Linked DNA regions of Mus musculus: region 2 is linked to region 1. A link is a contact called in public Hi-C data. All regions are on one chromosome and are shown on one strand. The core of a region is the stretch at or near the end of the contact, and the rest is flanking DNA. Distances in the headings are between cores, read along the strand shown.

Region 1 (2,700 bases), core at 141-2,640:
CTGTTTCTGACCAGAGAGAGGGTTATCATGGGCCCAAGGTGTCAATGTGGGCTGCTCTGGGTAGGGGGCGGGGCACGGGGGCGCGGGGGGCGGGGAGCAGCGCAGTTCTCCGTAGCCTTCCAACTTCAACTAGGTTCATTCCAGAAAACCCATTCTGCAGGTTAGACTTCTAGTCAAGAATTTTCTGGAGTTAGGGTGGGCATAAAGCTCAGTCTGTAGAGGTCAGACCTAGGATGTGTGAAACCCTGGGCTCGACCCTCAGCATTGTGTAACCTGGGGGTGGTGGCAGCTCGGGAGGTGGACGCAGGAGGAAAGGAAGTGAAACATCACCCAGACAACAAGGAGAACTAGAGACCAGCCTGGTTCACGAGATGCTGTATTGCTGTTGTTCTGTTTTGTTTTGTTTTTTTAAGAATTTCTATATTCAAAAATCCTAATTTGGAGGGGGGGGGAGGCCTAATATCCGCCAATAGCAGCACCTACAGCTTACGTGAGCCCTCATGATCTTCCCACAGAAAGACGATCTAACTTTGTAGAAAACGTTATGTTTTCAGAGCTACCTTTTTGTTCTTTGTGTTTGTGATTTTCTTGGTTTTGCACACCAGCTCTGATGCTCGGCTCCCTCAGGAAATGCTCAGAGACTTCGAATGCCAGCAGCAAGCATCCTCCTCCTGGGGCCTCTGGAGAGCAGCCAGCCTTGGGAGTGACCCACCCTGCCTCATGCCTCATGCCTCATAGGGTCTTACTGATAAAAGAGTGTCTGCAGAATCTCAAGGAGTGCACCGAGCAGCTTAAGTGAGTGCGAGGGGCCCTGGCCCCAGTGTGGGGCATTCTTGGCTCATCCATCGTGGCTCTGGCCTCTCCTATTCACATCTGCAGATTCCTCAGAATATTTGTGCCTTCCGGAGTCATTCTGTCTCTCTTCAGGAAGAAGTAAAGATAAGAGGCCAGGCAAAAGGCAGTGACAGGATCTGTCCTCCAAATGCTTCTTTTCCCAGGGACCACCTCCTGGGAACACAGGCGTACCCTCCAGCCTGAGCCCAGGAGGAGCGGGAACAGCTTCCATTCATCATCTTAGGTTCTAAGCTCGGGATCGTGGGTGCTGCTTTCTGTCCCACCCCATCCCCCCCACAACAAAAAACAACTTAAAATGATACTCCTTGGGTTCCCTCTAATGTGCTGGGTGTTTATGATATTTTTTTAAGGGCCTCATCAAAGAGAATGCAGCAATGCCGCCCCTTACTTCACAGCAGTACCGCCCATGATGAATTATTCACATCTGCGGTGAACCGGGGACTCCACAAACCGGGACAGCTGAAGCCGTCCCTTTCCGAGGGACTATTTTTATCTTCTTTTGCAATCTTTCATCTCGGGAGACACGCGGTTCGGGGAGCCCGTTGTGCAGAGCCCAAGTTGGCGGGATGTCAAGTCTGGAGTGGTAGGGTTCTCCCAGCTTCTGCTTAGAGTACAAATTCGTGGAAACAGGAGCGAGCGCTGGGAGTCGTGCTGTTGAAGTCTAACCAGGGGCCGTGGAGGGGCTCCGCGGACTCCCCGTGTCTCACCCGAGGGATTCTGGGAAACCTGATCTCCACTGTAAGCCCTAGCCATGGTGGAGACATTTCCCATTTCTTTCTACTGGGATTCAATTTTCTAAGGATTAGTATATGGGGTTCTGTGGGGGAAATGTGTGGGTTCTGTGCTTGTCCTGGTACCCATCCCAAGAAAGCAAAAACCTTCCCGGTCGCTAGGCTCAAGGTATAGGCCTTGCCAGCCTCCAACTGTCAATACTGCCCCCGTGTCTTTAAAAAGCAGCTCGTGAGGTCTGCCTGGTGAGATGGCTCAGTGGGTAGTTTCTTGCTTCCAAACTTCATGACTTGAGTTCCAGACCCGGGACCCACATGGTAGAGGGAACAAACTGACTCCTGAAAGGTGGCCTCTGACCTTCACATCTGTGCCATGGCAGTACCCCATCCTCACACACAAATTAAATAAATAAGTGTAGTAAAAATGTTTAAAGCCTGTGAAATGTTTAAAGCCAGCATGATGGCCATGAGTCACACCGGGCTATGATGCGCTTGAAACGTAGTTGGTTTCGGAATGAAATGCGCCGTGACAGCCACACATCGGAGTTCAGAGATGCAAGTGGTGAGGGATATAAGCTGTCTCGTTCACATTTCATATTCATCCTGATTGTGTGCTGAGACGGCGATGGTTTGCCTTCGATGAATGAAATATGTTGTTAAAATGATTTCATCTGCTCATTTTACTTTTTAAAACATTTCAAGTGCCTTCTGGGACTTGCCTTTTAATTCCTCGGGACTGCATTTTTCTGGAAGGGAAATGCTAGGCAGAAGCCACTTCTTGGTGGTGAGATTACAAAGACCCCCCACCCCCTTTTGTTTATAATTTCCTAAACTTTGCAGTGATCTCAACGCTAGCCTTGCTTGATACACAGAAAGGCGCAGGAAAGTATTACGACTGAGCCTCAGAGCTTGCTGGCCACACAGACAGGCTAATCAGCCACCCTGAGGAGACTGTCAAGCAAGAGCAGGAAAATGAAAGAGGGGGGCTTTGAGGGAAACTGGGGTGACAGCTGGGCCTCAAGGCTCAAGAGCACAGAGGAATGGCAGACAGGGCCCCAATGAGGACCACGAGGAAGTCTTTCTAGCACGGTTTGGGTCCGGCACAGGAACCTTTCCA
Region 2 (2,700 bases), core at 2-2,501, 980 kb after region 1:
CCAGATCGCCCCCTAAGAGCGCGAGGGAACAAATCTCTTTTCATATCGTGGCTGTCTGCTGAAAGGGACAGGATATTGCTCAGACGAGTCCTTTTGAAAAACAATATTAAAAAAGAACATAACCAGGTTTTTCAACAGATTATAAAGTTGTTTCATAAGGTGCCTTCCTCTTAAGAAATATGAAATCAGATTTTAAAACCTTTGACCAAGTTAATCTTTCTCCTGACTACTTTGTCTCTCCTTAGGAAATAAGCTGAAATATGAAAGCACTTCCCTGCATAAAGACATCAGCCGTACCATTTATTAGGAGAAAAATTGAAAACAGACTAAAAGCACAGTAATGGAAGATTCAGATAAACTACAGTTCACACACCTGTGAGCATATTAGAGATGTTTCCAATGTTACTTATGAAAGAGACATTTATGTCGATGGGGAGAGGAAACAAGATGTTTAAGCCTGTCTGCGAGGTAAACTTAATGAACACAAAACAAGCCCCAGCGTGGGAAGGGAGGCGACACTTGAGCACCCACTGTGTGGCCAGCCCATCCAGGGTCTTAGGGTCCAAGTCATCTCTACCTCTTGTGCTTTAAAAACAATTAATATGCATTGTTACTTTTCAAAGAAAAGGGGTGTGTGTGGGTGTGGGGGGGGGTGTTAAGCTAGGGTACCTTTTTCAACCTCCAGGTTAACAATGAAAGCAAGATCCTAAATTCTGAGAGTGAGGAAAGAATTAGGGACCTAAGCCCCCTGCCAGTCTCCAGGCTCTAGGAAAGACCAGCAGCTCCCCCACCAGGATGCTCACGCTTTGGTGAGAGATGTTCTGTCTGCAGGGGCTAGAGGCTGCTGGAAGCCAGGTGCTGCTCAGGAGGTGGGGTTGGGGAGCTGCTTGCTGTGTGCATGGTGGCTCACTGCAGAACAGGACAGCTATAAAGACAACACGGTACAGTGGTGTGTGCCATCCTTAGACTGCACATGCTTGCACCATTTAGGTTTCTAGACCAAAAACACTGTCCTGTGGTTGCCCTGGTCTAAACCATAGCTAGCGTGGCATGGCACCTGCCTTCGGACTAAATGTAACTTTGTATTAGGAAACAAAGAAGTGCCCTCTTCCAGGGGTTCAGCTCTGTGAAGGCATAGAGCCCCCCCCTCACCCCCCAGTGTGTTGGGGAAGCTAGGCTAGACTCACATCTTCATAGGTACAGCTGCAAAACTGAATATCCCCCAGTACTGTCAGGCCAGAGGCAGGCAGGCTTCCAGAGCCTGCAGTACCATGAGCGCCACCTTCAGTCCCCCTAAAGCAACTACAGTACAACCCGCAAACCCGCAGCACCTTCCCCCCCCCCCCCCCCATGAGGATCTGGAGGTGAGAGAGCAGGCCAGCCTTGTCACATCTAAGTGCTTTTTCTCCTGGGTAGAAGGACAGGGGACAGCTGGAACCATGTGCCAGGCCCCTTTTATCCCACTACTTCCCACCTCTACACATTTCTCCATTGCCAACTCTCGTCATAGGAACCCCAGATGGAGAAGCACTGGGGGGGGGGGGGTGTCTTGAGTGACTGTTACAACACAGGGTGGGTTGACCTTAGCAGGACCTGGCTGCCGCGGATACATCAGGTATATCCTGCTGGTCTCCACACTCAAAGCCATAAGCAGAGACGCAGAGCACTTTGCCAAATATTGGGATATGAAAGAGGCTATGTTTGAGAAGTGCGTGGTCAATAAACGGTAACTGCACTCATGGGCCCCCTCCCAGCTAAGTTTCACCAGAAAACATCTCTCAGAGGATGGTCCTAGTCTCCAGTCTAGGTAATTAGAGGGTGAGGCCCACAGGCCCGCACCTGGCTGAGTATGAAATCTCCTCAAAGCCTGGGCCCCAGGGAGCCCCTGAGTGCAGAACAGCACGGCCTAGGCAGAGTCGCTGGCCTTCCCCAGCCTGTCTGATCTCAGGGTGTGGTGGGGCATGAGAAGATGGGTTTAGGCAGATTACCTTTCTGCCCCCATGATCCTCAGCGTGTGGCTTCACCTCGCTGACATCTGCGCCCTCTGTGGCACAATGCAGATGCTGAAGATGGCCTGGCAGGTCTCCTGCTGGGATTAGCTGGGCATTGGGTGTGGCCAGGTAAGCCTTCCACCTAGGCAAGCTTTGTGCCCAGGCACTCAAGGCTTTATTCTTCCTGACAGATGTCACCAGCCAGCTCCTGAGGCAAGCCCTGTTCTCCTCTGCAGATCTACGGGGGTGATAAGCGGGGGAAGAGGGTAGTTGCGGTGGCTGAGGCTGAGGTGGGGTGGACAGTGCACACAGGATTGAAAGGACAGAACCACCACCCTCTAGTTTTGTGGTCCAGGGTCTTGGGGAAGCTCTTCACCTCCGAATAGCCCTATGGACAGAAGTTTAAACATCCTCTTCTTCCTTAATTCAGCACTATGACTCATGACTCACACCGAGCCTTGTCCATTCCACCCCTGCCAGCAGGGGGCGTACTAGTCCGTTCCACAGCAGTGGGCGTGCTGATCTGTTCCATCCCTGCCAGCAAGTTCTGTGCCAGGGGCTGTGCCGGGCTGTGTTGGGGCCGTAACACGCTGTTGAGTTGTTCCCGGTAACTGGAACCTTATAAACTTCATTCTCATCATCTTCTTAAGAGGATTTTGGGATTTTCTTAAGAATCCCATCAGTGGAGAATGCACCTAATCCTGCAGAG

Evidence for each region. Hi-C and Micro-C count contacts between places; a contact is called where the count stands out from the background.
Region 2: a contact with region 1 is called in a Hi-C map of cerebral cortex, with 4 times the contacts expected there. The contact joins two enhancer-like sites. A contact is called at or near these places in 2 of 15 datasets of contacts at CTCF or cohesin (large pre-B cells and pro-B cells), 9 of 484 Hi-C or Micro-C datasets (the 63-12 cell line, B cells, the C2C12 cell line and 6 more), 3 of 115 datasets of contacts at active chromatin or transcription factors (astrocytes, embryonic basal ganglia and fibro-adipogenic progenitors) and 1 of 9 other capture datasets (embryonic stem cells).

The regions. Positions count from the first base shown.
Region 1 is chr12:109,398,366-109,401,065 of GRCm38.p6, forward strand. No RefSeq gene overlaps it. Among named protein-coding and RNA genes, the nearest start is that of Dlk1, 54 kb to the right of the region's middle. Within about 2 kb of position 1,391, at least 32 of the 459 cell types and tissues checked have an H3K27ac peak or open chromatin away from gene starts, as enhancers often do. A contact at or near this core is called in cerebral cortex, where this site is marked.
Region 2 is chr12:110,375,475-110,378,174 of GRCm38.p6, forward strand. No RefSeq gene overlaps it. Among named protein-coding and RNA genes, the nearest start is that of Gm40577, 41 kb to the right of the region's middle. Within about 2 kb of position 1,252, at least 20 of the 459 cell types and tissues checked have an H3K27ac peak or open chromatin away from gene starts, as enhancers often do. A contact at or near this core is called in cerebral cortex, where this site is marked.